Regions from separate parts of the Mus musculus genome. Here regions 1, 2, 3, 4, 5 and 7 are each linked to region 6. The links are chromatin contacts, called in public ChIA-PET, Hi-C, HiChIP or PLAC-seq and promoter capture Hi-C maps. All regions are on one chromosome and are shown on one strand. The core of a region is the stretch at or near the end of the contact, and the rest is flanking DNA. Distances in the headings are between cores, read along the strand shown. Region 1 holds the start of Asl (argininosuccinate lyase). Region 2 holds the start of Tpst1 (protein-tyrosine sulfotransferase 1). Region 3 holds the start of Rabgef1 (RAB guanine nucleotide exchange factor (GEF) 1). Region 4 holds the start of Kctd7 (potassium channel tetramerisation domain containing 7). Region 5 overlaps Rabgef1 (RAB guanine nucleotide exchange factor (GEF) 1). Region 6 holds the start of Nipsnap2 (nipsnap homolog 2). Region 7 holds the start of Tmem248 (transmembrane protein 248).

Region 1 (2,755 bases), core at 223-2,722, 300 kb before region 6:
GGTCTCCACAGTGGCCGCTGCCCACTCTTCCAGCCATGTTCTTGTGCTGATTCAAGGTAAGCCCAGACCTCCTGCTTTGAGAATGAACGTGATAGACTGAAGGAAGCCCTGAGTTTTAACCCTCAATTGCCCGTTAGAATCCCTTTCTAGACTCTCTAAAGAATACCAACTGGACTACATCCCAACTTTGGGGGGGAGGTTTGTCCTTTTTTTTTGTACATTTATGTATGTAGTATGCATGCATGTGTATGTATCATGCATATGCATAGAGTGTAGAGGACAATTTGGTGAAGTCATTCTCTCTTTCCACTATGTGGGTCCTGGGATCAAAATCAGATTGTAAGATTTGACAATAAGCACCTTTACCCATTGAGGCACCTCACTGGATCCATCTTTTCTTTAGGTAGGCATTTATTTGGGGGTGGGGGAGGGGAGGTGTGCACCACTTGCCACAGAACATGTGTAGAGGTTGGAGAACAACCCTTTGGGGTCCATTCTTGCCTTTCCCCTTATTGAGGCAGGGCCTCTCTTATATTTGTCACTGCTCCAAGTTCCAGACTAGCTGGCCCCCACATTCCTCTAGTCTTCTCGCCCGTCTTGAGTAGAAATACTGAGACCACAGATGAGTCCCACAGCCGACCTTCTATATGATTTCCAGGGATCGAACTCAGCTGGCCAACCTTTCAAGGCTAGCTCTTGTGCTGAGCCATCTCTCTAAGCCCTGGATTCAAAGTCTTGACATTCCTACCTCAGGCTCCCGACTGCTGCGATCGCAGGTATGTGCTAACAGTTATCACAGGTAACTTAGCATTTAGCAGATATCTTTCCACAGCCTGACTGCCAGCCTTTTTTTTTCTTTCTTTTTTTTTTTTTTTTTTTAATTCCATAACCCAGGCTACCTTGAGCTGGCTTATGCAGCTCAGGATGACCTAGAACTTCTGACCCTCCTCCATCAATCTCCCGAAAGCCAGGACTACTGGCGTATACCACCATGCTTCATTAGTAGTCTGTATTGGCCTGGAACCTGAAGCAAGCCTTTTGCCTCAGCCTCCAGAGTACTGGTATAACCGGCATACAAAACCATACCTGATTTAGCATGATTTACCTCTGCCCCCTACTTTAAGACAAGGTCTCACTCTTTAGTCCCTGTTGCCCACCCCCAAGCCCCCTACCCCTACCCCCCACTCCCCACCCCGGCCGGCCTCTGCCTCCCAAGTGCTGAAACGGTTTTGAAACAGGTTCATCTGCAACCCAGGCCTGGAACCTCCAGCAATCTTCCTGCCTCAGCCTCCCGGGTGCTGCAGGGATGACAAACCTGTCGTCTGTCTTCACCTCAGCAAAGGTTTTGTGTGCTTGAACCTCAGTACAACTAGTGCTGACTCCCTGGAAATCACCTCTTCCTGCTGCTAGTAGCTTAGCCAGAGGTGGTCCCGCCCATAAGCGTGATTGATGAGTCACACCCACCTCTCCCAATTGGCTCTACTCTTCCAGGAGGCGGGGACAAGACAGAGGGGCAGCGGACGCCATCCGGACCAGAAAAAGCCAGGAGAGACCAGAAGGTAACCTGGTCCCTGAGTGTCTTGATCCACTAGGTCCAGGGAACGTGGGACAGAGGGAACAAACAAGAAGGAACGCGAAGTCTGTGGTGCGCTTGCTGAGTGCTGCCCACGTCCTGCAAGCCGAGCAGGTGTCCCAACTCCGTCCCTGCCCCGTAGACCTCCCGAGCCGAGTTGGTCAGTGTGGTCTTGTCTTCCAGATTCGTAAGACAGAAGCTCCAGGAGGAGGAGGAACCGCCCAACATGGCATCAGAGGTGTGTAGGACTGAGGGGACCTTGCAAAGGAGCGGGGAGGAACCAGTCGGGTTTAACCGCGTATGGGGGCCATCTCCTGCCACACAGACCTGCAGTGATCCTGAAATTCCCGACCACACTTCCAAAGACTGGCTTCACGTAGACTCAGGGATGTCCGCGTCGTTATCTGCCCATCCAGCGCCACCTAGTGGCTTATGTAATGATCTCACTATTGGCCACTATGTCGGGCGGTTTTCCCCGTTTTTTTTTGTTTTTGTTGTTGTTGTTTTGTAGTTTTTTTTTTTTTTCTCGTTTGTTTTTTGAGACAGGGTTCCCATGTGTAATCCTGGAACTCGCTCTGTAGACCAGGCTGGCCTCGACCTCAGAGATCCACCTGCTTCTGCCTCCCAGAGCGCTGGGATTAAAGGTATGAGCCACTGAGCCCTGCGTTTTCCCTTTTTAAAGAATTATTTTAAAATGTATATTTGTATGGATGTTTTGCCTGCATGTATAGACGTCTGTGAACCCCGGGGCTGGCTACTCCCTATGTGGGATCTAAAGGAATGGAGTTACAGATGTTTGAGAGCCACCATGTGGGTGAAGACCAAACCTCCATGCTCTTACTGGCTGAGCCCGGCTCTCCAGCCCCTGTTTTTCTTTCTTTGAGACAGTGGCTAACTTTTAGCCCAGGCTAGACTGGAATTCACCTCTACTCAGACTGGCCTTAAGCGTCTGACAAGTCACCTGCATCCACCTGCTGAGTGTTCAGATTCCGGGTGTGACCTACCACATGAAAGCTTTCCACTTTTTTTTTTTTTTTTTTTTTTTTTTAGCATTGTTTGTTCGTACATAAGTATGTCCATGTGAGCTCTCATACATGTGGTGATCAGAGGACAAAATGTGGGAGTGGATTCTCTTTTCAACAGGCTTGGCAGCAAGGGCCTTTACCCAGTTAGCTACCTCAT
Region 2 (3,086 bases), core at 201-2,700, 350 kb before region 6:
GGCTCTAACTCAGGTAGTCAGGTTTGGCAGCACAAGCCTTTACCCCTGGGCTATCTGCTTGTCTCCAGCGCTGTTTAAAGCACGGCACTCAATTTGCATAGTGGTCCATACTTGTCATCCCAACAACTGGGAGGCTGAGGCAGAACTGCTTTGAGTTCAAGACTATAGTCAGCGCTGGCCAGTCTAGAACGAGTTTGTGGCCCTGACTCATGTGAGAGTGCGGGGTGGCTGGAGTCCAGCGCTCAGGGATTTAGAGCACTTGCTGCTCTTGCAGAGGACTGGAGTTCAATTGCCAGTACCCACGCGGTGACTCCCACCCACCTCTAACTCCAGCTCCCAGGTACCCAGCGCCCTCTTCTGGCCTCCTCAGGCACTTAAGCGCACGCATCGTGCACATACATACATGCATGCATTATATATATATATATTAATAGTAATAATTATAATTATGGAACTGGCATAAGGAGCATGGTAAATGTCCCAAGTGTCAAGTGTCAAGAGAGGACGAAAAGGAAAAGGTGGCGGCTGATTAAAGCCAGAGGAGGTGAACAGGATATAAAAGGGTCTCCAAATTAAAAGGGTATGCACCATTCCATGAAGGGAGTCAGCAACTGACATGGAAAAAGGGACTCACGGTGGCCCACGCCTGTCATCCCTTGTTGAGACGAGACGACCACCACCAGCCTGATCTACATGATGAACCTGAGGCCAACCTGGGCTAGATGGTGATTCTGAGGTCAGCCTGGGATACAAAGTTAAGTTTGAGGCCAGCTTAGGCTATACACAGGGAGTTCGAAGACGATGTGGGCTACAGGCTAAATCGAGTTCAAAGCCAGCAAGGGTTACTCTGAATTCATAGCCAGCCTGGGGTAAACAGTGAGATGTCTCATGGGGATGGGGGTGGGGGAATCCTCAAAAAAACGGGATGACGGTCTCCATCAAGGCTAGGGATATCACAGTGAGCGTGCGTGCGCAGGTGAGTCGGGATCCGGTGAGTGGAGAGCCGAATGCCTGCTGGGCAGACATGGCAGTAGCGACCGGGACTGCTAGGCGAAAGGAGCGGGAGGCGCCGGGCGGCCCGGGGGATGGGGGAAGGGGCAGGCGGGATGAAGGATGGAGGCGTCCCGGGCTCGGCGCCCGGAGAGCGGCGCCGCTTACCTACGATGGCGGAGGCGCAGCCGTGCCGTCGCTCCGGCATCTTGGGCTTCGGCCGCTTCTCCGGCCGCCCTAGTTGGTGGCCATAGCGCCCGCCCCGGGAGCGCGTCCTCACCGCCAGGCGACGGCCCTGCCCGGCCCCGCCGAGAAGCGCACCCGCGGCCGCCTCAGCAGCGACTGGCCGCGGTCGCCGCCTCAGCTCCTGCCTCCCGCCGCCGCGTGGCCGCGGGATCTCACGCACGCCGCCATAGGCTACCCGCAGCCGGGCCGCGCGATGTGTCCGCCTCTCTGATTTGTCGGTTCCGGGGGGAGGCGGGGCTTGAGAGAGAGCCCGCGGGGCAGCCAGGAGCTGCGGGGTGGGGTCTGACATCCGGGGCCAGCGTTTGTCGAACTCGCAAAAAGGGCTTATACCCTGCTGCTGCCTACACGGGCAGTTTGTGGCTGGAGTAACAGAGCCGGTGGCCTAACTGGAGGGGAGCCAGGACTTGTTCCGGGACCCTCACATGTCCAAGAAGACCTTCATCCCTGAAACAGGGCAGGGACAAACAAAAAATAGTGTTCCTAAAAAGTCCCCTGCACTGCCTGGCCATTGCTTGACGCAGCTGTCAAGCACACAAGTCAATTTGCACAGTATTCCGTACCACAGAAAAGTATTAGTGAGGGCTGAGGATGGAGCTCAGTCGGGAGAGTAGGCGTGAAGCCTTGGGTTCCATCCCCAGCATCAACTGGATATGGTGGTACATAGCTCGAATCCCAATACTGAGGTCATACAAGGCAAGAGGATCAGAACTTCAAGGCCGTCCTTGGCTACAAGGGGGAGTTTAAGGACACTCTGGACAGCATGAGTCCCTGTCTGAAAATAAAGATGTATAAATGAAAGAAGGTGCGATGACTTAACCACTATAATATCTCAGAGGGCTGTGGCAGGAGGATTGCCAGGAGTTTGAAACCATTCTAGGTTGCTTCGTGAGTTCCAGGCCAAAATGTATTACAGGACAAAATCCTTTCTCAACCTCCCTTTGCACCCTGCCCTGAAGCCAGGCAAGGTGATTCATAGCTATTATCCTGAGACTCGAGAGGCCAAGGCAGGACAGAATTCAAGAGCTATCTGGGCTGCAGAGCAACATCCTGTCTCGGAGTTTAAATTTTTTAAAAAAGAAAGGTTGGGGATGGAACTCAGCTGCTAGAATGCCTGACCCAGAGCGTCACTTAGCACCATAGAAGCCAGAAAGAGTGACACGTGCTTATTAACCCAGCACAAGCCAGTCTCTGGCATGAGCACCTGGAATTGAAGTTGAGCCTCAGCTTCACGGTGGGTGAATCTGGGGCCCGTCTGTGCTGCAGGAAGTTCTATTGCAGAGGAAAGAAAAAAAAAGAAGGAAGTGGGGAGCATGCTCACAATCTCAGGACTTAGGAGGGGGAGCCAGGAGGTCAGCAGTTCAGGGTCACTCTTGTCTATGTACTGAGTTTGAGGCAAGTCTGAGTTACACATACATACATACATACATACATACATACATACATACACACAGGCATACATAAGTAGAACCATTCCACGAGAGAAGGGAGAACTACGAAGAGGGGAGAGAGAATTGAGAGGGAGAGAGGAAACCGCTCTTCCCCACCTACAATCCCCGTGCATGTCTCCGCCAGGTTCCATCAAAGCAGTAATTTCAACTCTATTGGCACGGGTTCTGGAGATAGCATGGGCTCAGGGACCTAGAAGCCAAATCTGAAACGCCTGTCATCCTCCTGTGAGCAAGTGCCACCTAGAGAATGATGTCCAGTCTTAGAGATTTACTGAGACTAGAGTTGAGGGATCCGTAAACGTTTGTGGAAACGTCATTTATTATCACCCCACAGTTAGGGCCCGGGGACATCACTCACATCTTTCTGGAAGCCCCCAGTGACTGGCCAGGGGTGCGATTCTG
Region 3 (3,058 bases), core at 256-2,755, 450 kb before region 6:
AGAGGCCTAGGCAGGCGGAATGCTCCAAGTTCAGAGTCTTGCCTGATCGCCTGATCTACACAGCCAAAGCTGTATTGCGAGACCCTGTCCCCCAAAATAAACACACAAATCAAAATAAATAAATAATCCCCCCAAACAGTAACTCTCAGAGGCTGAATAGAAACTGGGACTGTAGCTCAGTTAAACAGCCCCTATCTAACATGTGTAAACCTTAAAGTCAGTCATCACCAAGTAACAAGCAAGCTTCTTCTCCCCCCAAAACAGTCTATGTAGCCTGGACTGTCCTGGAACTCACTCTGTAGACCAGGCCTGTTCAAACTCATAGAGATCTGTCTCTGCCTCCAGCATTCTGGTATTAAAGGTGTGAGCCACCGCCACCACCGCCCAGTAACAAGCTTGACAAGACCATTTTATTTTAGCCTCTTCTTTCTTTTAACTGCGACTCTGGTGGGCGGGAGGATCGAATATTACTCTGTAGTATAGGCTGGCCTCAAACTCACTACATAGCCCCGTTGACGTCAAAACTCCCAAGACTGTTGTTCCTGACTCAATTTCCAAATACTGGGATGTCAGAAGTGGGTGACTAATTGGGTCTTCCTTTGAAAAGTAATTCTAGGTTTGTAGGTTAAAAGACCCAACAGTTAACTTCCAGGAGGTGGCAGGGGGTGGGGGGACCATAGGGGCTCTTACCACAAAACTAGGTGACGCTGTAAAACTTATGCCAGTGTCACATCTAAACTCCACAGACAGACCGAGCCTACCACATCCAGCAACACATTTCCCAACCACAGAGGTTGGTCATCAGCTCTGAGACACAGCCAGCTGCCAATGACCTAGTCTCCAAGGCGCTTCCCTCTATGGAGCCAACTTCCGCGAAGGGATGGAAGGACATCCCCTTGGCTCTCCCTTCCAGACAGCTCGGAATCAGGGACTGCCTTTATTATTATTTTCCATAAAAGGGTCTTCCTCAGTGGCAGAGGGCTGACCTCAAAACTCGCGGCAATCCTCCTGCCTCAGCTTCAGGACTTCTCATTCAGAGACACCCATAACCTTGGCCTCTAGCACCTGGGACGAGTATTCAAAACCCCGCGCCACAGCAGCCGCACCAGCCCCGGGACCCACGCGGGCTCCGGATGGGACCCGCCCGGCTGCAACCACAACTCCGGACTCGGACAGGATCGGAGCGGCAGCCGACGACCGGGGAGCGTGTCCTCCCGGGAGCCCGAGTCCCGCCGAGCTGGGAAGAACTCGGCCGAGCTGGAGAGGCCGAGAGCAGCAGCAGAGCTCCGGCGGCCTGGCCCTATGCGCCCGCCCGCCCTCCCGGCTGAGAGGCGGAACGGAGCGGCCCCGGTCAGCGCGCGGCCGGACACCGCCGCCGCCGCCCCGCTCCGTGTGGGAACGCGCCTCCGGAGCCCCCGTCCCTCCGAACCTGCTCCGCGGCTCCGCCGGCGTCCGACCGCCGCTCCCAGCGCCCCTTCAGTCACTCGGCTCCCTGCCCCGCCCCTGCCCCCGCACGCCCCGCCCCCGGCACCGCGAGCACGCGCGCGGTGCGTACGCGTGGCGTCATTTCCGTGACGCTTCGGACTTCCGGGGACTGGCTGGCGGCTGGCCGGAAAAGATTGCAACGCTCCGGAGGCTGTCCACCCGAAGGGGCAGTCCCTGAGGGCAGGGGACACCGAGTGACCGTGAGGCCCTCGCTGACGTGTCTGTGACTCGCGAGAAGCCGCGGTTTCCCCTGTCATTCCTCATTCCGTCTACCAGCTTCTGCTTGCATTAGCCTGAGGGCGACAAGGAGCCCCGAGGACAGCCATACACGAAACGGGACATCAAAGTCTGGGACCAGGAGACATCTCCCAGCGCTTAGCGAATGCGGCCGCCAGAAGGAAATACAAACACACCTTTCCCCTAGTGAGCAGTTAGCAGGGAATAGATAGTCAGGAAAAAGATCGAGAGGGAAAAGTTTAGCACATGACTGCCTGTCTGTAAAGATAGATAACGCTCCCACTGGACAGTTGACATGCCACCTCACTAGCTTTTGTTATCTCCCTGGGCCAAGAACCGTCGGGGTGGAGGAGATGAAGTTATAGGATAGGGGAGGAGAGAATTCAGAATGAACCCTACAAATGAGCAACCCAGAGTCCGTGAGACTGGCTCTCAGCTCTGGAAAAAACAAAAAACAAAAACAAAACACTGTTCCCAGCAGAATTTTTTTTTTAACCCCTGTCTCAATAAATGCCTGTTTTCACCTTTTCTGACTCTGCTATTTTGTTTTTCACTCCTGGGCACTCGTCCATAGAAAGAACCTGGTCACCTGGGCAGATGGCCCACAGAAATGAACACTCCTGGCTTGCTCTTTTTAAGAGCAGGACTTGAAACTGATTCAATTTAGGAGAATCTTAAGGAAATTGGTCCAATAGCAACTAGGCTGTGATCCCAGCCTGGCTAGGTGGAGACAGGAAGTTCAGGAGTTCCCATCTCTAGTGTTCTTGGCCTGGGCAAATATAAGGAAGGTTGTGGGGTATAGCTTTATAATGAGAGCACATGATGATGCAGGAGTTGTGAGAATAAAAGGATCTTTCATGACCCAGCTGTGCTTGGCACAAGGCTGTAGGGTGCCAGACAGGGTCAGGTTGGCCTAGGGAAGTGGCTCCAAGTTGGATGTTTAAGGTCTATGAAGATTAAAGAAAGACACAGACAAATGAGGTGAAAGCGAGTTTTATGAAAGAGGATTACAAGTAAAGAGGGCCAGAGAGATGTTTCAGTGTGTAAAAGGTTTCCCATTCAGGCTTGACAACCTAAATCCAAATCCTGGAACTGACCTGACAAAAAAAAGAAGGAGGGGATGGAGAGATGACTCAGTGGTTAAGAACGGTGGTTGCTCTTTCAGAGGAGCTGGGTTCGATTCCCAGCACCCACATGGCAGCTCACAACTGTCTGCAACTCCAGTTGCAGAGGATCCAATACCCTCACACAGACACACATGCAGTCAAAATACCAATGTACGTAAAATAAATAAATGGTTTCAACAAAAAGTAGAAGGAGAGACCCAACTAACAAA
Region 4 (2,817 bases), core at 52-2,551, 420 kb before region 6:
CAAACCACAACTTCTGCCCAATGACAGTGCACAAAAAAAAGTGTCACCGCCGTGTTGGCCCTTTTCCCTGACTGCAGAGTTATGTCTAGAATTTTGCTTATGTTCACAAGTTTCCCACGATGCTGGCAATTCGGGGATTCTAACCCTACCACAATACTGTCAGCTGCCGGAGAGCCTCACTCAAGCCAGCCCCCTCAGATTGTCGAGTCTCCACATCTGTATCCATCTTCCTATCCATCTCTACATCTGTATTCATCTTCCTATCCATCTCCAGGGTCAGTTCAGGTGCAAAGTGTCACACACAGGAAGGGCTACTAACGAAGCCACTCCATAGCACAATACAGCAACTGATAAATGAAGCCCCTAATCCCTCCATCATCTCTGCTCTGAGTTCAACTCACCATTGCCCTCCTATTTCCCGAATTTATCTCCTGCATGTCCTTGCTCTCGCTGCTTTCTTGACCCCAAATCCTCTACCGTTCACTCTTGTCCATCTAGCAAATAAAATTACCCCATGTGGTAATGGAGATTGTTCACTGCATAACGGCACCTGGATGAGAATTGGTCCACTCAGGTGTGTCCTTTTCTTAAATCATACCAAGGCACCAGATAGGTTAACTGCAGGTAGTTTCTAATGCCACTCCCCCGGCAGCTGGAGGATACACCTGGATAACCCAGGTCCTCCTTTGGATTGTATGGAACATGCTATGTGTTGAGTCCTCGTCTAGTTGATAAAGGTGACATGAAATACAGGAATGGAACTGACATCTGGTAGTACGGGAAGAAGGGACTTGGAGTGCAGGTGACTCGGGGCAGGGAGGATACACCTAGTGTAGGAGTGGCATCAGGGGTGGATAGCTCCTTGGGAGGCTCTCCGCCCAAGGTCAGCTCTGCAAGCACCAGTCTCTCCCTCGCTTCCCATCAGCCCTCCCTTCCCCCATCGCTCGATCCAGGTACCTCCTGGGGCAGCAGGGGCAGCCCGTGCCCCGCTTGCGTGGCCGTAGGAGTGGCCGGCTCCAGGAAGTCGTCTTCGGCTTCGGAGCTGGACATGGCACCGTCCGAGTGACGGCTGTCTGGCTCCCGCCCGGTGACTACCACCATCCCTCTGGCTCTGGGCGGTGGGCGCGGCTTCGGGTAGGCGGGTGGGCGGAGGCCTGAAGAACTAAAGCCAAGCAGTGCCTGACATGACGAGATGGGCCGCCGGCGGGCGCTAGACGCCGAGGACCTGCAAGCAGTTAGGATGTCCTGTGCTGCCCTCCAACAGTCTAACGACCAACGCGCCTACAGTTAGTCGCTGGTCTGACCTGGCTGCCTCCAGCCATTGGCCGAATCTTCGCTGGCTCCGCCCTGATTGTCAGGAGGTTCGCCCAATCACAGAACAAACAATTCGGCCTTAAGCCGTAGTGGCTACAGGCCTACCCAATTCTGATTGGCTCTTGGCTGACAAGCGCGAGCGACGCCTGTCTGCTCCAGGGTTTGGCCGAGGGGAGGTGATCGCCCACTGACGACCTCGATCAGCAACCACCGCGTGGACCCTGCGCTGCAAATCGGAACCAGGCGCTTCTTGCTATTGGCCGAGGTTTCATGAACTCCTGCTATGATTGGCAAGAGCATTGTCCAATTATAGGGTAAACACGTCTGGTTGGGTTTGTTCCATTCTGATTGGCTATCTAACTAACGGGAGCGCTACCTCCCTTGGTCCAGGCCACTTATCTAGGGAAGCGGCTCTCTGCGCATAGCAACCACAGCGCAGGTAGCATCTCTGGCCTCACCCGGTCGCCTCCTACTACTGGCAGTGTCCGATTAGCTCCGCTATGACGGTTAAAGGTCTGATCCAACCATCGAGGTCTCAAACTAGAGTGACAACTGACAACGGCTTGCCGATCAGTCCCATTCTTATAGGCCACCTAAAGGGCACGCGTTCTGCACTTCCGACGTTCAACGACAGCGCTGGTCCCCCGGCGCGGTTCCCGAAAGGACAGACCACCCAATTGCTCCTGCTATTGGCTGTGTCCTCGCTGGCCTCCGCCCCTGATTGGCAGGAAGCCCGCTCATAGGGGCAGCACCGTGGTCCTGCTTTCATTGGCTTTCTGACTAGCAGGCGCGAAGCTCCAGGCCACTCCACTTTATCATCCCGGTCCATGTGTCCTGGGAAAGGGCCCAGGACTGGCTGGTTTGTCTCCATAGCAGCGGGCCAGTGAAAAAAGGCCTAAGCAGGCTGTCCTTGAGGATGTGTTGTGGAGGGCTGAGGGCACCTGCTGTGTAATAGAAATTGAGCACTGCAACACCAATGGCTGGCAAGGACATGGCTGCTGTGCTAGCGCTTTTTCCGTGGACTCACACAGGAAGGAAAACCTTGGTTGCAAATACCTTTAATTGCAGCGACTTGAGAGGTTAGAAGGATTTCTGAGAATTCAACTCTTGTCTCTAGTATAATAAATAATAATAATAAATAATAACGGAACTGAGTATGGTGACTCACGCTGCAATATCAGTACTTGGAAGTCAAGGCCAGCTTCAGCTTCATAACATTGTGAGTCCAAATTGGGTTACATGAGACTGCTAAAAACAAACGCTAAAAATGAAAAAAATTAAATAACCACAGATGAGAAAAGAGAAAACCCCACTCCCAAACAGGGCTCCTCTTCTCCATCTGACCTGCCCACACATGCGTACGCGCAAAGCTGTGGCTTTATCAGATGCCTCCTATTTGTTTAAATTAGCCATTCAAAAATAAGTGGATGGAGAGTACACCACCAAAAGGCTCAAGCCCTCCTTTTGAACTGGATTTCTGAATATCTTCTCCCCTGGCAGGGA
Region 5 (2,994 bases), core at 330-2,829, 480 kb before region 6:
TTTTTCTGCTCCAACTCCCCTCCCTTAGGTTTATGTCATTGTGAACCGTGACTCACCAAATGGCAATTCCAAGGTAGGGATTCATACAGAAACCCTCCTGAGCCTCTCTGATCTTCCCCACTATACTCACAATACAGGAATTATATTATTCAAAGCACAACCCAATTGCCCAGGTCATGCAAGGGCACTGCTGGGTATGAGGCAGATGTCAATGTCAGCACAGTACTTTGGTACCAGCCAGGCCAATCAAAGGAGGCGAGGGCAGTTTGAGCTCCAACTGGCTGCCTCACAACAGCTGACTGACAACATATTACCTTTCCCACGGGTCTGCATTCTTTCAGCCACATTTTGGTAAAAGTCCTGAGTACATTCTGACTGTTCCTCGATGCTTAAATCCTGGAATCAACAGACAATAGGTTGGTAAGCAGCTGAAGAGTTAGTTTGAGAACACCAAACCTGAGCAAGTCTCTCAAACACACTCCCTGCACTGAGCCGACTCTATAAGAACTTAAAAATCACACATATTCTGCAAGAAAGAAAAATCTACTATTTTTTTTTAAGATTTATTTATTAAATGTAAGTACACTGTAGCTGTCTTCAGACACCCCAGAAGAGGGCGTCAGATCTGGCTGTGAGCCACCATGTGGTTGCTGGGATTTGAACTCGGGACCTCTGGAAGAGCAGTCAGTGCTCTTAGCTGCTGAGCCACCCCTCCAGCCTGAGAGATCTCCTGTTGATGATCTTTACACATCACAGTAAGCATAGACAACCTGTGAGCGCTCTATTTCACATCACCACCCTCATCCTTACGATTTATTACTATTACTACTACTAGTGTTAATTTTTCCATGACAAGGTCTTTTTAGATTTTAATAGCTGTAACATGTAAGTTTTGGATCCTTTTTGAGTTGATTTTTTAAATACTCATTTTTTTTTTCACTTTAAAAAATGTCGATTACCCTCTAGTATCTCCATATTCATGGGTATAGCGATACTTCTATACAAGATTGGACCAAGGCATACGATCCTAGACTTGCCAATGTGCTATAGCAGGAATATTCAAATTCCTTCCCACTCATTACTTTGAAATACACCATGTGTCATGTGTCAACAACCATAGTTTTCCTGCTGTGCTTAAGGACATCAGAAAGGCTGGAGAGATGACCCAGAGGTGAGTTAGGAGGACCTGCTATACTTCCAGAGGACCAGGATTAAGTTCTAGCATCCACATCAGGAGACTCACAACAGCCTGGAGCTGCAGCTTCTGAGTTCCCCCACACTCTCTCTGACCTCCATGGGCATCTGCATGCATATACACATCCTGCCACGCAGACGCACACAGACACACACATACATACAAACATACATATACATACACACACACAAATACACACACCACACACACATAAACACCACACACATACATACACATACATACACACACACACATCACACACACACACACACACACACACATATACATGGGCATCTACACGCATATACACATACTGCCATGCAGACGCACACACACACACACAGCACTGGAGGTTTAACCTTGTACCTGGCTGGCCCTCTGTCTTGCTGCCCAGTACCTGGAGGCACTGTTTTGCAATCTGCTCCCACCATGTTGACTTTTTCAGCTTCTGTGTATAATGAGGACACATTGCTTCTAATTTTAGAACCAAGTCTGTGCTACTTCCTCCCAACTTCCTCAAGAAGTAAAGCCTGTTTGGATGAGTCTCTTCCTCTTGGCCATACCCTTCTGGTCTCTATAGTAACCAGACAGCTCAGACTACTATTTGGTTTAGAACAATTGAAGAGGGTGCTAGCAACTGGCTCAGTGGGCAGAGTGCCCCAGCCCAGTGTAAACCAGTGCTGTACACCCTGTGATTAAGCACTTGGAGGGAGAAGCAGGAAAATCAGGAGTTCAAGGCCAGCATAGGTTACATGAAACTTCGTCTCAAAAATAAATAAATACATACGAATGAAATGCTCAGCAAAATCTCTGTAAGGTACAGGAGGGCCCTCATATTCTGGGAAAGTGTGAGTGAAGATAAAGACACATTTCACACTATAATCTCTTCATCGAAACACAGAAAAAATACCTTCTCCATAAGTGTTAACACAAGGCAAACTGTAAGTTAATACAAAGTAACCAGTAGCAACTGTTTCTATTTTATTCATTTGTTTATTTAATTTTATGTGCATTGATGTTTTGCCTGCATATCTGTGTGAGGGTGTCAGAAGCCCTGGAATGGGAGTTACAGACTGTTGTGAGTAGCCATGTGGTTGCTGGGAATTGAACTCAGGACCTCTGGAAGAGCAGCCAGTGCTCTTAACCTCTGAGCCATCTCTCCAGCCTTTTGTTTTTTATTGTTGTTGTTTTGCTTGTTTGTTTTTTGAGTCAGGGTATCTCTATTATAGCCCAGTCTAGAACTCCTTCCCTATGTATACCAGGCTAGACTAGAACTTAAAAAAAAAAAAAAAAAAAAAAAAACACCCACCTCTGCCTTCCAAGTGCTGAGATTAAAGGTGGGAGCCAACATGCAAGGCAGAGGCAAATCTTCACAGAAAGGCTCTCCAGGAAACGAAACCAAAGCCATGAAACGACCAAAAGCTCCTCTATTACACTTGATCACTTCCTCAGGAGAGTGAGATCACAGAGTGCGGCTCACAAGAAAACTGGTGTCTTTGCTACACATGCACGAGCACCTCACGCATGCCTGGTGCCCTCAGAAGCAAGGTGTCAGGTCCACCATGCCAAGGGTGCTGAGAGCTGAGCCTGGATCCTCTTCAGCTCTCCAGCCCTAGAGTAATAGTGTTTTATAACCCGAACTAAGGGTCTAGAGAGCACTGGCTGTCCTTCACCGGCCAGGATAGTCCAGGCCAGCCTCTAACCCCCTGCTATCTGCTCATAAATGCGGAGATGAAAGCCATATGCCACCTTACCCAGCATATGATTTTTAGTTTTGAGACAGGCTCTCATTATTTTGT
Region 6 (3,094 bases), core at 83-2,582:
AAAAGAAATCTGAAGGCAAGTTCTGGAGCTGGTGAGATGGCTTAAGGGGTAAAGAAACTGGCTGCTAAGTTTGATGAACTACATTCAATTTCCCAGACCCACATGGTGGAAGAAAATCAATTACACACACGTGGCAGAGAGCTCAGAGGTTAAAAAAAATCTTAAAAAAAAAAAAAAGGAATATTTCAATTAGCCAAGGCTGGCCTGCAACTGCACACCTGCAACTGCAGAACTTTGGAGTCTGAAGCAAAAGGTTTGCTGAAGGTTCAAGGCCAGCCAGGAATATATGTAGTAAGATCTTGTCTCAAAATACATACATACATACATACATACATACATACATACATACATACATACATACATAGGGCCTGGAGAGATGGCTCAGGGGTTAAGAACACTTGCCGCTCTAGAAGAGAACTCAGATTCAATTCCCAGCCCCGACATGGCGGCTCACAACCCTCTGTAACTCCGGGTCGTTGGGGATCCAAAACCTTCTCCTGGCTGCCCCAGGCACCTATGTGTTAGCCACACATGAAAGCAAACACTTATACACATAAAATAAAAAAATAAATCCTACAAACCGCTTAAACAGCAAATAAGCATATAAAGGAAGAAAAGAAGGGAAAACAAATCTGTCGGTAAATTCGGATGGCCTTTCGTTATTTAAACGTGGGGATGTCAAGGTGACAGGTTGACACACCGAGCACAGTCTCCGCGGAGGTCAGGAAAAAAGAAAAAGTTTCGACAGCGAACTCCGCCATCTACTACAGCTGGCCACCGTGGGTTACTTTTTTTTTTTTTTTTTTTTGCCACTCCGCTTTCAAATTTAAGGGCTGTCCCGACTGGGGACCCCGGGGTACAGCTTCCCCAGGGAGACCAGCCATCCTTTTGCTTCTCTGCACGACCTGGGGCGAGGCATTGCTACTGCGAGGGGCGCAGCGCGCAGAGGCTGAGGGCGGACGTGGCCCGCGAGCCCGGGCGTCCCCGGCAAGGGCGGCGCCGGCAGGACGGTGACCTTGAGCCCCACGGGGGCCCGGGAAGGCGCCGCAGCCTCGCCAGCCCTCGGTCGCCTGGGACTCGGGAGGCCGGCCCCCCGGCGTCCCCTGCCCGCCCCGGGGACCCCGCGCCCTTCGCCCCACGGCGGCCCCTCCCCGGCCGGGCCCCGGAAAGGGCGGCGCTGCTCACCGGAGCCCCGGCAGGAAGCCGCTCTGGGCGGCTGGCCGCAGCAGGCCTCCTCGCGCGAGCAACACCCGCGCCGCCATCTTGCTCCGGAGCCTGAAGCTCCTACCGCCTCGGTGTCGCTGACGCCGCCGCTACCGCGACCCCTCCCCCGGCCGGGCCGACCAGGCTGGGGCGGGGCGGGGCAGGGCGCTAGGCCGCTGTAGTGCAGGGGAGCGGCCGCTAGGGGGAGCAGCGTGGCGCCTCAGTGCTGCCGCCAGGGGGCGTGCCAAGAAGTTGCTGAAGATATCCGTAGATCCCGCGAGGGGAGTTCAGGGTCTCTGAAGTCCGAGTGAGAAAGGAACCTGGAATGTACACGGGGAGATCCACGGGAAAGGAGTAGATCTGTGCATGTGGGGAATCCAGAGTCTGATTTTATGGTTGAGGGCCACCACAAACATGAGGAAACGTGTTAAAGTTTTAGCAGCATCAGGAAAGTCGAGAACCACTGGTATAGGGGGAAGTGTATTCTGTAAGGATAATAAAAGAGCTATGGATATAAGCATAAACTTCAGCAAGATAAGAGTAGGCAAAAGCAGAACTAGATCCCGAGGAATCAGAGAAATAGGGAGCAGCCTGGGCCTCAGTTACATGCAGAGGCCAAGAGAAGGATACTCTCCAATTGGTGGCTGCCTTCCTGGTTCTGAGTTAGAAGACGGATGGGAGCTGTAATCTTGAAGCTCAGGAGTTGTGGTTTTCTTTATCTTTTAAATTTTTCTCTTCCTAGTCTATGTGCATCATCAGTGTTTTGCCTGCATGTATGTCTGTGTGAGAGTGTGGGTGGAGCCCCTGGCAATTGGAGTTGCAGGAGGTTGTGAGCTGCCATGTGGGTGCTAGGAATTGAACCCCAGGTCCTCCGGGAAGAGCAGCCAGTGCTCTTAATCGCTGAGCCATCTTTCCAGCCCCATGGGTACAGTTTTTCTAACAAGAATTTGGACAAATGACAGGGTCTGGTCTTGTGGGTGGTGGAGGAGCGGTTCAGACTGGGAGAGGCACTCCTTTGAATGTGAATGAGGCTGAGAGCGGTCCATAAAACTGTAGACCCAACTGTGGGAGGCAGATATGTGACTTGCTGCGGGCAGGGCCTCTTCAAGCGTCGGTGAGCCCTGCCTTTTTTATACAGATCCTTCATTTCTCAACTTAGCTGAGACAGGGTCTTTATGTGGCGCCCAGTCCGGCCTCAAACTGATGGTAATCTGTTTACCGCTCTTGAGTCGGGGTTGAACCTGGGAGAATGGAGCCTAAAAACGAGGCGGACTAAAGTCTCAAGCAATAGCGTTTATTCAGAGCATCAGACGATTTATACTCTGAGGGTATAGAAGAACCACAGGAGTTAGGTGTGTAATCATAAGGACAAGCCACACGTGGCAAAAAAATAATAAAAGCAGCAAGCAGTAATGAGTGATCTGGAGTGAACTCACTGCGATTCGCTACACCTGGGAGGGGTGTGAAGCACAGTCTATGAACAAGTTTTGTGTTTTGAAGAAACTGAGGTTACAAGACTCATTTGGAGTTTCTCACAAGCATTCAGAGTTCCCCTCATGCGACTCCATCCTTGGGTCCTGCCTGTTCTGACAGGAATCCTTTTGTAATCTCAGGGTAAACTCCTGGGTTGAGATTACTTGCAGAGCCGTCATAAGCTGTTTAGTTATTGGACCTCATTATTCAGACCAGGATGGCCTCAAACTCTCAATGCTCCTGCCTCTGTCTCTGCGGTGCAGGGATCATAGGTATGCAGTATTGCACTTGACTCAACTTTATAGGTTAGGAGTTTCAACTCTCTCTTGGAATGCAAACTTGGCGTTTATGCATTTCTTTGATGACTCTGCTTTTGTGCTCCTTAGCATTAGGCCATATTTTTCCTGTATTCCCCACC
Region 7 (2,799 bases), core at 249-2,748, 500 kb before region 6:
CTCACAGCTCTGGATTCTCTGCATCAGAACTAAAGCTGTGTGTCTTACAGTATGTGGAAATCCTCCCGTGATTTGTTGTATTATACAACTATGGGACAGGTAAGAAATCACCCCCCTGTCCCAGTATTGACTAGCCTTGCCACCAGGCTACCACTACTCTGTGAACAGGGCCTGGTACCACACAGCTAACAACACCCCAATATGAGGCTGAGGCAGGAGGATCACAACTTCAAGCTACACAGAGAGTTGGAGGCCAGCCTGAACTACACAGTGGACCTGTCTTTAAAAAAAAAAAAAAATTATGTTTTAGCCGGGCTTAACCGGCATGGCAGTGCACACCTGCCAACGGCAGCACTAGGGAGTCTAAGAGAATCAAGGTCAGCCTCGACTGAGTCGTGGGTTTGGACTATCTAAGGCTGCAGGAGACCCCAGACTCCAGGATTCAGATTAAAACCAAAACAATACCGTTATTACACTGTGAAACCTTGGCAGTGTGGCCCACGCCTATATCTCTGAACTACGGAGTCTGAATCGGGAAGATCGGTGTTGAAGGTGGGTCTTGTCTACATAGGGAAATCCTAGCCAGTTAAGGCTGCATTAAACCCTCTTTTGGATACATTTTTGACAACCCAAAGTCAAGTCACAAATCTAAAACTGAACACACACACACACTCACACTCACTCTCTCACTCTCACTCTCTCTCTCTCTCTCTCTCTCTCTCTCTCTCTGTCACACACACACACACACACACACACACACACACACACACACACACACAGAGAAGTTGGAAAGATGGCTACGGGGTTAAGAATACCTGCTATTCCTGAGGACCAGAGTTAAGTTCTCAGCAACCCCATCATCAGGCAGCTACCAATGGAGTGTAACTCTGGGTCTAAGGACACAACGCCCTCTTCTGGAGTCGGTGGGTATTTGCGCTCACGTGCGCAGACAAGATAATACAAACACATCATGTAAATAATTTTCCAAAACAATCATTTTTTTTTCTAAAACTTGCAAAGGATGCTAGTAGGTCCACGCAGCCTTATTCAGCCGACCTATACAAGCCTTGACTGAGGGAGCAGGACTCCGCAGGCCTCGGGAGGATGGAACAGGACCGGGTCAGCTAATAGAGGAGTGAACGGAGCTGGGGTGGCTGGGAGAGCCTGCGCACCGATCCGCCCAGCACGCCGTGGGCCCCGGGTTCAGGGTCCCCGGTCCCGGCCCATGCGCCCGCGATTACGACCCCGTCTCCTACTCACCGCCCCGCAGACTGGCGGCTCGAGCCCGCGGACGCCCGCGGCCTGGCCCTGTTCACTCGCGGCGGCGCGCGGCGGGCCCCGGGCTGCCCCGCACCATCCTCTCCGCCGCTCCGGAGACAGCGAGCGGCTCCTCGGGGCCGAAGCGACGACCCGAAGCCAGGCCAGAGCGCGCCAACGGGACGCCGGCTCCGCGCGCTGCGAACGCCGGGCTTTCCGGGTGAAGGCAGAAAACCACGTCACCACTAACGCCGCCGTGACCTCTGACCCCGCCCGCGCGCGACGGCGGCGCGGAAGGGACAGAATTGCTCCGGGGCGAGCGGCGGGTGGGGTCGGGGTTAGGAGGAGAAGCAGACTGTCTTCGTTTTGCAAATGGGAAAAGCATACACGGAGCTGCCTGAAATTTATCACTCGCATTCGCGAACTGCCGTGAGCTTGCTCGGTTCCGTCCCGAAGTGCTTCTGCAGGTCTTGGTGTGTATGGCGTGAGATAGTAAAGAGGACACGATTTTCGTTTATTTTTGTTGGAATTTTTTGTTTTGACACAGGGGTCTCGTGGATGGCAAGAGCTGGCTTCCTGTTCTCTCTGGAGCCCAATGAGGAGCCAACTACCTTAGTCATGGTGTTTGAGCACACTAATACCACCCTCCTCTCTGTAGACGGGACTCTAGGATCCACTGGATGGGAATCTGTCGCGTTTCTGGACAACAGGACAATTCATTTCAAGCCATGTCTCAGTCCCCAAGGACCTAGCTGACCTTAGAAGCAGCAAAATATTATCCTTTTTAAATTCCTCTAACCACATTAATACTGACCTTTGTACATGATTATTGAAAACCCAGGAGATCAGTTACACTTATCCATTTGTCTGGTCTTGACTTTTTTTGTTGTTCTTTAAAGACACGGTTGCTGGGCAGTGGGAAGGTTGTCCTTTGATCCCAGCATTCAAGAGTCAGAGGCAGATAGATCTTTGCATTTGAGGCCAGCCTGGTCTGCAGAATGAGTTCCAGGAAGCTGGGGCTAAACAAAGCCTGTCTTGAAAAAAAAAAAAAAAACCAAACCAACCAACAAACAAAAGAGATAAGGTCTTTCAATCCATCCCTGGCTGACTTAAAACTCACTATGTGACCCAAGCTGGTCTCAAACTCAAAGATCCATAAGTGCTGGGATTAAAGGTGTGCCATGAGACATGAGAACATTTGTGAGAATTTTCTCCTTAGGTAAAGACTATGCGATGTTTATCCCCTTTTCCTAAGGTCTCGGTGACAAACCAAAGTTCCCCCTGGAATGCCAGTAAATGTATCTGGCTTACTTACAGAGCATAGGCAAGAGGTTACTGCCAGCAGGGTGAGTGACCTCAAAGCAACTACACTGGAAAGTCCTCACCCAGAATGGATGATGGCTTCCCATAGAATGTGTAAGTGGAACTCTGATGCTTGTCTCCTCCAGAACCTCAAAGCCAAATAGTTCCAGGGAAATCGTATAGAAGACATCTGCATGTGTATGTCTGTGTGTGCACAGCATGTGTGTGCTCTCATTCCAG

The links. Promoter capture Hi-C pulls out the DNA fragments that hold promoters and counts their contacts. Hi-C and Micro-C count contacts between places; a contact is called where the count stands out from the background. ChIA-PET counts read pairs in DNA pulled down with a chosen protein or histone mark. HiChIP or PLAC-seq counts read pairs in DNA pulled down with a chosen protein or histone mark.
Region 1: a contact with region 6 is called in a Hi-C map of CD8 T cells, with 5 times the contacts expected there. The contact joins the promoter of Asl here to the promoter of Nipsnap2 in region 6. A contact is called at or near these places in 7 of 39 promoter capture datasets (the HPC-7 cell line, the SN4741 cell line, cranial neural crest and 3 more), 3 of 484 Hi-C or Micro-C datasets (CD4 T cells, CD8 T cells and neutrophils), 2 of 115 datasets of contacts at active chromatin or transcription factors (the SCID.adh cell line and pancreatic cancer cells) and 2 of 9 other capture datasets (adipose tissue and liver).
Region 2: a contact with region 6 is called in an RNA polymerase II ChIA-PET map of memory CD8 T cells, with 45 read pairs. The contact joins the promoter of Tpst1 here to the promoter of Nipsnap2 in region 6. A contact is called at or near these places in 1 of 484 Hi-C or Micro-C datasets (natural killer cells) and 2 of 115 datasets of contacts at active chromatin or transcription factors (bone marrow-derived macrophages and memory CD8 T cells).
Region 3: an HNF4G HiChIP or PLAC-seq map of pancreatic cancer cells shows a contact between it and region 6. The contact joins the promoter of Rabgef1 here to the promoter of Nipsnap2 in region 6. A contact is called at or near these places in 7 of 39 promoter capture datasets (the 3T3-L1 cell line, the C10 cell line, cranial neural crest and 2 more), 7 of 484 Hi-C or Micro-C datasets (B cells, CD4 T cells, CD8 T cells and 4 more), 8 of 115 datasets of contacts at active chromatin or transcription factors (double positive thymocytes, extraembryonic endoderm stem cells, large pre-B cells and 5 more) and 3 of 9 other capture datasets (adipose tissue, liver and pancreatic islet).
Region 4: a Hi-C map of regulatory T cells shows a contact between it and region 6, with 4 times the contacts expected there. The contact joins the promoter of Kctd7 here to the promoter of Nipsnap2 in region 6. A contact is called at or near these places in 1 of 39 promoter capture datasets (erythroid cells), 5 of 484 Hi-C or Micro-C datasets (CD4 T cells, CD8 T cells, the G1E-ER4 cell line and 2 more) and 1 of 9 other capture datasets (liver).
Region 5: a promoter capture Hi-C map of liver shows a contact between it and region 6, with 2.1 times the contacts expected there. The contact joins the enhancer-like site here to the promoter of Nipsnap2 in region 6. A contact is called at or near these places in 7 of 39 promoter capture datasets (the C10 cell line, fetal liver, hematopoietic stem and progenitor cells and 3 more), 1 of 115 datasets of contacts at active chromatin or transcription factors (memory CD8 T cells) and 1 of 9 other capture datasets (liver).
Region 7: a contact with region 6 is called in a FOXA1 HiChIP or PLAC-seq map of pancreatic cancer cells. The contact joins the promoter of Tmem248 here to the promoter of Nipsnap2 in region 6. A contact is called at or near these places in 5 of 39 promoter capture datasets (the C10 cell line, liver, neutrophils and 1 more), 3 of 484 Hi-C or Micro-C datasets (CD8 T cells, bone marrow-derived macrophages and neutrophils), 5 of 115 datasets of contacts at active chromatin or transcription factors (bone marrow-derived macrophages, memory CD8 T cells, microglia and 2 more) and 2 of 9 other capture datasets (adipose tissue and liver).

Annotation. Positions count from the first base shown.
Region 1 is chr5:130,023,098-130,025,852 of GRCm38.p6, reverse strand. Asl (argininosuccinate lyase) reads left to right here and starts at 1,472. Exons shown (of 17, transcript NM_133768.5): 1 at 1,472-1,559; 2 at 1,757-1,811. The coding sequence starts at 1,800. Gm40334 (a long non-coding RNA gene) reads left to right here. Exons shown (of 3, transcript XR_868562.1): 2 at 1-56; 3 at 659-725.
Region 2 is chr5:130,077,734-130,080,819 of GRCm38.p6, reverse strand. Tpst1 (protein-tyrosine sulfotransferase 1) reads right to left here and starts at 1,450. Exons shown (of 6, transcript NM_001130476.2): 1 at 1,159-1,450.
Region 3 is chr5:130,170,266-130,173,323 of GRCm38.p6, reverse strand. It overlaps Rabgef1 (RAB guanine nucleotide exchange factor (GEF) 1), which reads right to left and starts at 1,505. Exons shown (of 9, transcript NM_001199059.1): 1 at 1,430-1,505.
Region 4 is chr5:130,143,367-130,146,183 of GRCm38.p6, reverse strand. It overlaps Kctd7 (potassium channel tetramerisation domain containing 7), which reads right to left and starts at 1,301. Exons shown (of 4, transcript NM_172509.4): 1 at 958-1,301. The coding sequence starts at 1,101.
Region 5 is chr5:130,204,411-130,207,404 of GRCm38.p6, reverse strand. It overlaps Rabgef1 (RAB guanine nucleotide exchange factor (GEF) 1), which reads right to left. Exons shown (of 9, transcript NM_001199059.1): 5 at 315-396. Among named protein-coding and RNA genes, the nearest start is that of Tmem248, 16 kb to the left of the region's middle. Within about 2 kb of position 1,579, at least 59 of the 459 cell types and tissues checked have an H3K27ac peak or open chromatin away from gene starts, as enhancers often do. A contact at or near this core is called in liver and memory CD8 T cells, where this site is marked.
Region 6 is chr5:129,723,313-129,726,406 of GRCm38.p6, reverse strand. Nipsnap2 (nipsnap homolog 2) reads right to left here and starts at 1,332. Exons shown (of 10, transcript NM_008095.4): 1 at 1,186-1,332. The coding sequence starts at 1,262.
Region 7 is chr5:130,221,034-130,223,832 of GRCm38.p6, reverse strand. Tmem248 (transmembrane protein 248) reads right to left here and starts at 1,498. Exons shown (of 7, transcript NM_027854.1): 1 at 1,261-1,498. It overlaps Gm6598 (a long non-coding RNA gene), which reads left to right. Exons shown (of 2, transcript XR_377119.4): 1 at 1-99; 2 at 1,805-2,115.